Regions from separate parts of the Mus musculus genome. Here region 1 is linked to region 2. A link is a contact called in public Hi-C data. All regions are on one chromosome and are shown on one strand. Each heading gives the region's core, a stretch centred on a gene start, on an enhancer-like site or on the middle of the called end of the contact. The rest is flanking DNA. Distances are from core to core; before and after follow the strand shown.

What was found. Hi-C and Micro-C count contacts between places; a contact is called where the count stands out from the background.
Region 1: a Hi-C map of bone marrow-derived macrophages shows a contact between it and region 2, with 11 read pairs. The contact joins two enhancer-like sites. A contact is called at or near these places in 1 of 15 datasets of contacts at CTCF or cohesin (large pre-B cells), 1 of 484 Hi-C or Micro-C datasets (bone marrow-derived macrophages), 5 of 115 datasets of contacts at active chromatin or transcription factors (bone marrow-derived macrophages, double positive thymocytes and embryonic stem cells) and 1 of 9 other capture datasets (embryonic stem cells).

Annotation. Positions count from the first base shown.
Region 1 is chr10:26,894,444-26,899,670 of GRCm38.p6, reverse strand. The region is part of intron 12 of Arhgap18 (Rho GTPase activating protein 18); the gene reads right to left. Among named protein-coding and RNA genes, the nearest start is that of Gm30534, 69 kb to the left of the region's middle. Within about 2 kb of position 3,725, at least 33 of the 459 cell types and tissues checked have an H3K27ac peak or open chromatin away from gene starts, as enhancers often do. A contact at or near this core is called in bone marrow-derived macrophages, where this site is marked.
Region 2 is chr10:26,319,666-26,324,747 of GRCm38.p6, reverse strand. All of the region lies in intron 12 of L3mbtl3 (L3MBTL3 histone methyl-lysine binding protein), which reads left to right. Among named protein-coding and RNA genes, the nearest start is that of L3mbtl3, 52 kb to the left of the region's middle. Within about 2 kb of position 2,292, at least 19 of the 459 cell types and tissues checked have an H3K27ac peak or open chromatin away from gene starts, as enhancers often do. A contact at or near this core is called in bone marrow-derived macrophages, where this site is marked.

The DNA.
Region 1 (5,227 bases), core at 2,476-4,975, 570 kb before region 2:
AGAATCAAAGGGGTGGAAACTGGAATAGTTCCACTCACTGTTACCCCTAGTGATATTGTAGGGAAAGCATGGCTTCCTGTTATCATAACCTTAAGTTCTGCTGGCCTAGAAATTTTTGTTCCAGAACGAGAAGTGCTTCTGCCAGGAGATATAATATTTCATTGTCTTGAAAACTAACTTTCCTTTGGCCACTTTGGGCTTCTGATATCCTTAAGCCAACAAGCTAACAGTGTTAGGAGGATTGAACTAGATTACCATGGGGATATTGGATTGCTTCTCTACAATGGAGATAAGAAGGATCATGTCTGGAGTGCAGGAGATCCTTAAGGCATCTTTTGGTGCTACAATGGCCTATGATTAAAATCTAAGCAGTGTGTCAAAGGGCTCAGTCCCTTCAGGAATGAATGTATGGGTCACTCCTAGAAAGTGTCAAGACCTGCTCATGTACTTGTTAAGTGCAAAAGAAATACAGACTTGGTAGTAGAGGAAGGTAGTTTTAAATACCAACTAAGTCCACAGGAGCAGTTTGCAGACATGAAGGCTATTACTTATATAAGTGTTTCAGTTGTATTTTGTTAAGAATGTATTTGTATATAGACATTTGTGTTTTCTTTCCTCAATTTCTTTTTCATGTAGTATAGTACCAATTATAAGAATATCAGTGGTAAGCCGGGCATGGTGATGCACACCTTTAATCCCAGCACTTGGGAGGCGGAGGCAGGTGGATTTCTGAGTTCGAGGCCAGCTTGGTCTACAAAGTGAGTTCCAGGACAGCCAGGGCTATACAAAGAAACCCTGTCTTCAAAAAAATAAATAAATAAATAAATAAATAAATAAATAAAATAAAATAAATAAATGTATAATGTTCTTGCAATTGTATGAGGGATAGTTGTATTACAGTAGGTATAATTATGACCTGATTAAATATATAATGTGTTAGCAATTTTACATAGAATAGTTATAGAATTTGGGACATAATTATAACCTGGCTATTGTTTTCATTTAGAAATTAAGCATACCATAAGGAGATACGACTGTGCACTAAGTTGACAGGGGGTGGATGTGTGATGGCTAGTCTTGATTGTAAACCTGACTATATCTGGAATGAACTAAAAACCCAAATGGCTGGGCACACTTGTGAGGGATTTTGTTTTTCTTACTTAAATCATTTGAAGTGGGAAGACCCATTTTTAATACTGATCTTTTGATGTGGGAAAGATCCACCTTTAAGCTGAGCCACACCTGCAGGTGGCTACCTATAGAAAGGATATGGAAGAAGGAAGCTTCCCCTTTGCCTGCTTGGTCTCTCTGACAAGTCTATTCCTTCACATTAGAATCTACTTCTTCGCTATTCTGACAAGCACTGAAGAACAGGTCAGACATCCAGCCTTGTGGGCTACTGCACGAGTCCTGGATTCTTCTGTTGGCAGACAGTCATGGTTGGACTAGCTGGACCAGCCTGTAAGCTACTCTAGTAAACCCACTTTATACATATTCATTCTATAAGTTCTGCTCCTCTGGAGAACCCTGACTGATATGCTGACTAGCAGCAGTAACATCATCCATGACTTTGGAGAGCAGTCTGCCTGGGAACAGAAGTTGTCTGACATACAGCAGGTCTGCCGTGGATATAGACTAATGTGCCCTTCTAGCTCAGTTCTCAGTGAGTTTACAATGGAAAGAATGTTAATTTCCTCTGTACACCAAGACTAGTGTTAACAGAAAAAAAAATGCTCTCAAATGGTCCTCACACATGTTATATATTGAGCTAAGGTGTGCTTAGAGAAATCTGATTGTAGTTCTGATCTGGTTAAATAAACCATGATCTCCCCTGCCTTTTCTGTCAGGTGTAACCATTACATTCCTTATAGTTTTGCCCTCCAAAAATTTACCGTACAGTCATAAGACATTCTTCTTCTCCCTTGAAACCCATGTGAATGGAAAACTGACACTTTTAGAGCTACAGAAAACCCTTTATCATCAAAAGAGCAAATTAGAAATAAGGATTTCTTTAAAAGGTCAGATGTAATATATACTTTAGAAAATTAAGTAAGGACATTTTAGCAAAGTATCTTAAGCAAAATGACATGTAGGTCACCCTAGTGTGAACTTCCAATACAAGGAAGGTGGTCGTGGTGATATAAAGAGCTCTTCTGGCTTAAACAGTGTGCCAAATGTGGTCTTTGTTATCAGAATGCCTTTAACTTTAACCTGATTCAGATTCAGAAAACATCAAGGGCCCTAAGAGTTTACGGAAGTTGATTAGCATTTAATTCACAGTGAAATAAGTCCTATTTTTTTTACATGATATTTGTATTTTCTATTTAAGATGGAGTGTGTCATAAAAATAAGAGTGTGACGTTTGATTTGATTTTCCACATGAGTCTCCAAGTTAAGCTAGACTCTGTTGTCCTGATCTAAAAAGTAGGTGCTAGAACTGGTGATCACTACCTGTCACAATGATCAATACTCTTGACGACCTTCTCAATGAAACCCCAGGTGAATGCCTAGGAGGGCTGTGGCTCATGGGTAAGCCACCAGAGCCTGATTGTTATTCAGCTGACTCCAGCATCCTCCAGCCCATGTCCTTAAACCTGAATCTCTTACAAGATCATCTGGGGCTTTTGGAAACATTTCAAAACTGGAGCTCTGCTTTAGTGTCTGACACCAGGTCATTCAGAGGGAACGTCGAAGTGAAGGACACCATGAGAAGTTTGGTTTCCTGAGCCCATGTGACCAGAAGTGGGAGATAACATCAGATATATGGGACTCCTACAGCCCAAGCTTGTAAAAGTCTCTCTGGGAGGTGGGCAGCCGTGGAAGGATCACGTAAATCAAAGACCAGGCTGGAAATGAAGCCTGGGAGCTTCAGCAATTTGTCACTAAGTGATCATCAAAGCTGCCCGTGCATGCTTATTAGACAGAGGCCATCTGAGGAATTACAGGTGCAAGGAAGGATGTCTGTGATTAGCATAAGAAGACTAAAGCAGGAAAAAGTGTGCCGAACAAGTAGGAGAAAGAACAACATTCACAAAGGGACTTCATGCTGGGGCTCAGATGCTATTGTTTCTACTTTTTCAATATCAGAGAAGATACATGTTTTAGAGTACAGTACAGTGGGACTCTGTGTGCCTAAATAGAGGGTTCCATCCTTAGTTCCCTCCCCACTGAAATACAACTAAATATATAAGTTTACATATACCAAAACTGGGTATATAGAGAGAACAAGAGCCCAATAAGTTAATTGCTAACAGAAAATAACTATTTCTAATGGTCTATAATTTTGTGATTGTATCTTCCTATCATAATGGACAAAACTTAATAGTATTTGAGAACACTCATGTTCATATCGATTAATACATTGTAGTCATGAAAATATTTGTCTTATTAGGCAAATTAAGTATTATAACTTGGCTCAAAGAACTCATTTATCTAGTCAAGCTTATCTTAATAGCATGAATGTCCAGTTGTATATACTTAGCTTTAATAGCATACATAGTATCTTTAAGATCGCCACCCCAATCCCTAATTACCTGGCTTTATTATCCAGGTCTGACAATACTCCAGAGTGACAGTCATCATTGACTTTTCTGCAGTATTTGGTGCTTCTACATCAGCACTTCCTAAATTTGCTCTTCTTGCCTGAGATTCTAAGACAACATACATTCTTCGTGTTTCTCTTAATTCTGACAAGTCATTTCCCATTTTCAGTGACTCACTATGTAAATACGAGCATGCCTTGGGTCTGTCTTGCTGTTTTCTCACCCTTGAATCACCCTGGAGTTACACAGCATTCTGTGCCCTCGAGTATAATTTCTAGGTTAACTTCAAAGATGTATCTGAAGCTCTGAGTGACGCAGGAACTGCAACCCACCCCTAAGTAGGCAAGTCTCACTAACAGAATTCAGTCTCACATACGCCTAACATACGACCAGTAGCCACATTTCCCTACTCCTGCTAGCTCTTGTTCTAAATTTCTTTTTCAACTGGCCCTTTCCCCCTACTCAGGCTTATTTTAAAAGCTACCTGTGTGTCATTTCATACCAGCAGCAGCACATAATCAGAACCAACACAATGAACTCAAAGATTTGGAATAGATTCTTCCTAGAGGCTACAATCTGATGCCGTTTCAGAAAATCAGTAAGAACTGGTAGGTTTTAAAGAGAGTTGGTCTTCAATCCCAACTCTTTTCCCTCTACAGAAGATTAAAATTGCTGTTTAAAATATTCTTTCCTTATCTGAAATAAGACAATATACCCTAACTACGGAAACAGGATTTTAAAATAAGATAATGTTTACAAAATCATTAGCAATGTGTCTTACACCGGGTAAATGTTTACAAAGTTTGGGAGTTGGAGAATTTAGCTCAGGGATACAGTAGTCAGCGCTGGGTTCTTTCCCTGAAATTAGAAGAAAAGAAAAAGAAAAAAAAAAAAAAAACCAGCCCTAATTCTCACCCATCACAAGTCTTATTTTCTACTCTTTACTGGTGTCACTTTTATTTTTATTTTATTTTATTTACTTTTCAGTGTACTTCATGATATAAAAATTTTATATTGTGTATATTTTTATATGAGGTGATATAAATATGCCATGCTGTATCTAATTAGACACCTCTTTATGATTAGACTATTTTCAAACGTGGCGAGAGAAAATGTCAATGAAAGTGAAAAAATAGAGAAGTGGTGAGGAGCACTTAGTGTTCCTCTGGCATCCTGGAACTCAGGTCCCAGCACCTACATAGATAGGGAGGTTTACAACCACCTGCAGCTGCAGCTCCAGGAGACCCAACCCCCTCTTCTGACCTACACAGACACTTACACACACATGCTCTCACACACAAACATACACAGACACTTACACACACATGCTCTCACACACAAACATACACAGACACTTACACACACATGCTCTCACACACAAACATACACAGACACTTACACACACATGCTCTCACACACAAACATACACAGACACTTACACACACATGCTCTCACACACAAACATACACAGACATGCACACACATGCTCTCACACACAAACATACACAGACATGCACACACATGCTCTCACACACAAACATACACAGACATCACACACATGCTCTCACACACAAACATACACAGACATGCACACACATGCTCTCACACACAAACATACACAGACATCACACACATGCTCTCACACACAAACATACACAGACATGCACACACATGCTCTCACACAC
Region 2 (5,082 bases), core at 1,043-3,542:
TCATAATATAATATTAACTGATTTGTAACATGGGTCTTAGAGTGCCATGAACTTTTATTACTAAGTTTAGTTGGAAGTACACTGAGTGGTGTTTTTGCAGAAGGGCATGCAGTGAATGGAACTTAAGTCTTGAACTTTGGCACTGGGGACCTGTGTTCTCAGGTAGGAGAGAAACGTGCCCTCAGTCATTGGTGCTTAGGGTTTAATTGTGTACCCACCTCCAACCCCACCCCACCCCACCCCCACCCCGTACCATCTGTTGCTGTCTTGTGTGGCATGTGGAATGAAGGATTGATTCAACCTCACTGGAGGGTTCATGAAGAAAGGCAGAAGACATGGGATTAGAGTTACACCTGAGGGGATGTTGAGTCACTGTCAGGCATGCTCTGTGGAAACTGGCACCTTGTAGCTTACTTAACTCTTGCGGCCTAGTTGCCCCTTCTGTAGGGGTCAGATAATACCTGCTTCATCGCATGCCACAGGATTCAAATAAAAGTTTCAGGGGGCAGAAATCAGTTCGCAAGTACTTGAAGCATGGAAGGGGCAAGTGCGGACATCATCTTCTAAGGTTGTATTCCTGCACTTAGAGTATGTTGAGTGTGGTTTCTGGGCTAGAAGAAGGTCTCAAAGCACTGTGAAGGAAGGGAGTGTAGCTATCTGACACGAGATGACTGGTCACATTAATCACGTCTTCTCTCTCAGCACAGAGAAAAAGAAGAAATATCCTTGCTTGGCTCTCATGCATACACATGGAAGTTGATGTAGTTTTTGGGAAAAGGAGGCTGGAGGATCAAAAAAGTGAAAGTCACTCTCTACACAGCAAATTCAAGGCTAGTCTGAGCTAAACAAATACCCACCTCCAACAAAGCACATCTCCCTTTTAACCCTAGGGGCTGGGGTACTCACTTAGCCTGTTGGAATTTGTATAACATGATCTTGCTCACTTTATAGTTAAATCATAAATATTGAGGGGTTTTTGTGTTTGTGAATTTGTTTTCTGAGCTTTTCAGAACCACCCACGATTGATCCACAGGGATCATAGCAGTCTGCTATTAGTAGTTCACCCGTGATTTGCATAAAGTCCTAAATGATGGAGATAGGGAGAAGAAGTGAAAAGTGATTGGTGCCGGTCACTTGTCACATGTCTGCCTTCGAACACTGGATGGGACTATGATGACTTGTTCGGTGGCAAAGGAAATGAGTTTGGAGCCTTCCAACTTTTGAGTGGGGCGCTGTGTGCTACTGACAGAGTATAAGGAAAATGGGTCAGAGTGGGCTATGCTTATTTTCTTCATTGAGATGGTGGCTTTAGCTTCAATGGTGACTTAATAAATACTTATGATGGACTTCATGTAACATTTAGGCAATAAGCAGTATGGTGTAGATTTCCTTAGTTGTAATTTATAGATAAATCAAAAAAATCTAAAGTTAGTAACATTTATTTTTGCTTTGAAATAATCAGCATGACTTTGGCAGGTACTTTACCGTTACATTTGATTGACAAGAGAAAGAATTGAACCACTGTATATGTATTATTTTTTATGAAGCTATTTATAAGTACTACTTCCTTTTGTTCCCCCTACAGAGTACTTTTATTGGAAAGAGAAAAAGTAAATGACTAAAACATTATAGTCATCTAAGAGTATAGAATGACACAAATATTTTAGAAAGAATAATTATTTCATATATTGAAATATTATGTACCACTGCATAAAATTATACTATTTTACTTTGTATGTTAGTTATATAATTTTGCTTCGTACATTAGTTATAAGGCTTACTATAATTTAAAAGGAAGTTGTTTCAGTTTCATTTTAATATCAGATTGGTTTAGAGAGGAGAAGTGTTGAGTCAGAGCAGATGCAAGTTCCAGTTGTGTGGTGTGTTGTCTCTAGGCTTCTCTCTTAGGTGATTCTCTGAGGAGAATCAACTTTTTTCATCCGATGCAACAACACATGATTTGCAAGAGCCATGCTTCTGAGGTTTCTAAAACGTGGAGTTCAGAGGAGGGGATGTAGCATCGTCATAACTAAGGAGAAGAACAAAGTTCTCTTGTCTCTCAAGGGAAGCAGAGTAGTCCATACAGGCTGCAGAAATAGGAGTGTTTCATGAGGACAGATAAACTTGATATTAGCCTAGCTTTTTATGCGATGTCTGTGTACCATGTGCATGCAAGGCTTGCTGATGCCAGAAGGGGGCGTCAGATCTCACTGGAACTGGAGTTCTAGGTGGTTGTGAGCTCCCTTGTGGGTTCCTAGGAGATGAACCCAGGTCCTTCCTCTCCAGCCTGAAGCTAAAGTGTTTTCTTTTGAAGTAAACTCTGCGGAAAACCAGCTTGAAGTAGTGCTCTCTGTCTCAGTGTGTGCTATTGCTGACAGTGTGCACTTGAGAAGCTATGCTAACCTCACTCACTTAGAACATTTCTTAGAAAGCTCTTTGGGTTTGACTACTTAATCAGCATTTCTTCCTGATTGGTAATGCCAATTTTTGTTACTCCCTGGCTATGAACTTCTAGTTTTCTGTCTCTCTCCCCTTTCTCTTTCTCTCTCTGTGTCTCTCTGTTTCTCTGTCTCTCTGTCTGTCTGTCTCTCTCTCCATTTATTATCTTTGTGAGCACAGGATCCATGCTGTGGTATGCCTATAGGCCTCTTGTCATTCTGTGATATTTACTGGAACTCTTCCCTGGCAAATGTGGTCTCTATTTATCTATTGTATGTTTACCTGACTCCATGCCAGTCTGGGTTGAATCCACTTCTGCCTACTGTATCTGTGCCTGACCAATGACTATAGCTAGAAATGGGTATCACATGCTGATTGCTATGACTTTGCATTTGTGGCTATTAATGTGAAGGTCAGCTGGACCCTTAGTCCTTGCCTCTCTTTGACTGCTCTTCCAGGCTACTACATTTCCTTCTCTTCTTTTTCCTTCCTCCTCCTCCTCCTCTCTCCTCCTCCTCCTCCTCCTCCTCCTCCTCCTCTTCTTCTTCTTCTTCTTCTTCTTCTTCTTCGAATAAACAAGGAGAAATATATGTCTCCCACTTGGCTTACCTTCTGGCTTTCCACCTGGGTGACTAGCCCAGGCCATCCCTGAGAGCCCTACCCTGACTCTAATTTTTGTTCTGCCCTCTGTACCTGCACATCATGGTCTCTGATGAATTGTTTTTTTACCAGTGCACACATGAGGGAAGAGAGATTTGATTTAAAACCTGATGTATCCCTAGCAGAAAGGAAGTATCCTTAATATATAGGCTATATCCTTAGCATACAGGATGCCCCCATCACAAGATTTGCTCAGCAACTCCTTCTTTTCTGGCTATTGTGTACTTGTTCAAAAAAAAATTGTTTTCAAGTAATTTTAAACTTAAAGTAGCTTAGAAAATAGAAAATTCCTATATACTCAACTTCACATCTTTCAATTTTTTAATAATCAATAAAGCAAAACTTCAGGTTTTTTCTTTTTCTTCTCTCTTTTGCCTCATTTTGCTGCCTCCATTTATACCTGAACTTTTTTTTTCCTTTGGTTTTTTGAGACAGGGTTTCTCTGTGTAGCCCTGGCTGTCCTGGAACTCACTTTGTAGACCAGGCTGGCCTTGAACTCAGAAATCCACCTGCCTCTGCCTCCCAAGTGCTGAGATTAAAGGTGTGCGCCACCACTGCCCAGCTTACCTGAACTTCTTAAGTCAATATGCTTTCTCTGACACCATCTTCGCCATTTTTAACTTCATTTTGTTCCAGCTGTTGTGTCCTGTTTGTCAGTGATAACTAGAGAAGTTTCTGTTGACAGGTCTCATGATTAGTCCTCACTTCTCTTTAGACCTGTAGCACCATTGATTCCAGTTGATTTCTTCTATTACGTCACTTACAAGTCACCTGACATGGACTTTGTCCCTTTCTTCAGGTGATTAAGTGTCAGCCCAAATGCTGATAACGGCAGAATGGATACTTTGAGCCCTGATCTTCTTTCTGTGTGATCTCTCTCCAGGCTTTTGTGTCCATGGTGTATTTGACAGTCTTTCTTGTTTGCTAAACATGCTCAGAGCAGGCGTTCTCACTTGTCACTGGAAATGTCCGAGGCACTGATAACAGTTTCTCCTAGCCCAGGAAATGGCAGTGCATTCCTGCTGCCTATACCCATAACCTTGTAGTGTCCTGACTTCCTCAGTTCACTCACATCCTATGCTAAATGTACCGACCAACACTCTCAGTCCTCTGTTTACAATGTTCACTCAAAACTGATTGCTCTCTGTTTTCACTGCCGCCACTGTGACCCGAGCCTCTGGGATCATTTGTGGTACTAGTACCATCTAACTGGCCTCCAGCATGGATTCCTGTTTGCATAATAGTTAAAATAATTAAAACATAAATTGGAGCTGAATGGTGGTGACACGTGCCTTTAATCCCAGCACTCAGGAGGCAGAGGCAGGTAGATCTCTTGAGTTTGAGGCCACGCTAGTCTACAGAGTGAATTCAAGGACAGCCAGGGCTACACAGAGAAACCTGGCTTAAAAAACCAAGACCAACCAAACAAACCAAAAGATATAAATCAGGCTAAGCTCCTTCTTTGTAGAACACCCTCTACGATGTTTTATTTACATTGCTCTTTACTAAAATCCTATACTTTGTTACGTCTTGTCCTTCTATCCCAACACCATTTTGTATTGTCTGCTTCCTCTAGTCCATCCTTTCCTATCCCTGACACAACACTACTAGGGTCTCCCTTCTGAACCCATGGGCAGAAGTTTCCTTTCTGTGTCTGAGTGGCTCACTTCCCTCTCATCACACGTAATGCCTTGTAAGAGGCAGCCTTGGCTAGGCTATAGAAAGGGACACCTTTCCAATCTCAACCCATTCTTTTACTTCATCTGCATTTCCTTCGTGCCAACCACAGCTCATAAATTTAATTAGGCTTGTGATGGCTGCATAAATACTAAACATGCACACGCTTAACAAAATTCATTGCCCTATAACAACTCCCTAAATATTTACATTGTACTAGCTAAGTAAGTACTCTAGGAGTGACTTAAGTACCCGGGAGAATGCAATACCACAGATGCAAATGCCACACCATTTATATAAGGTACT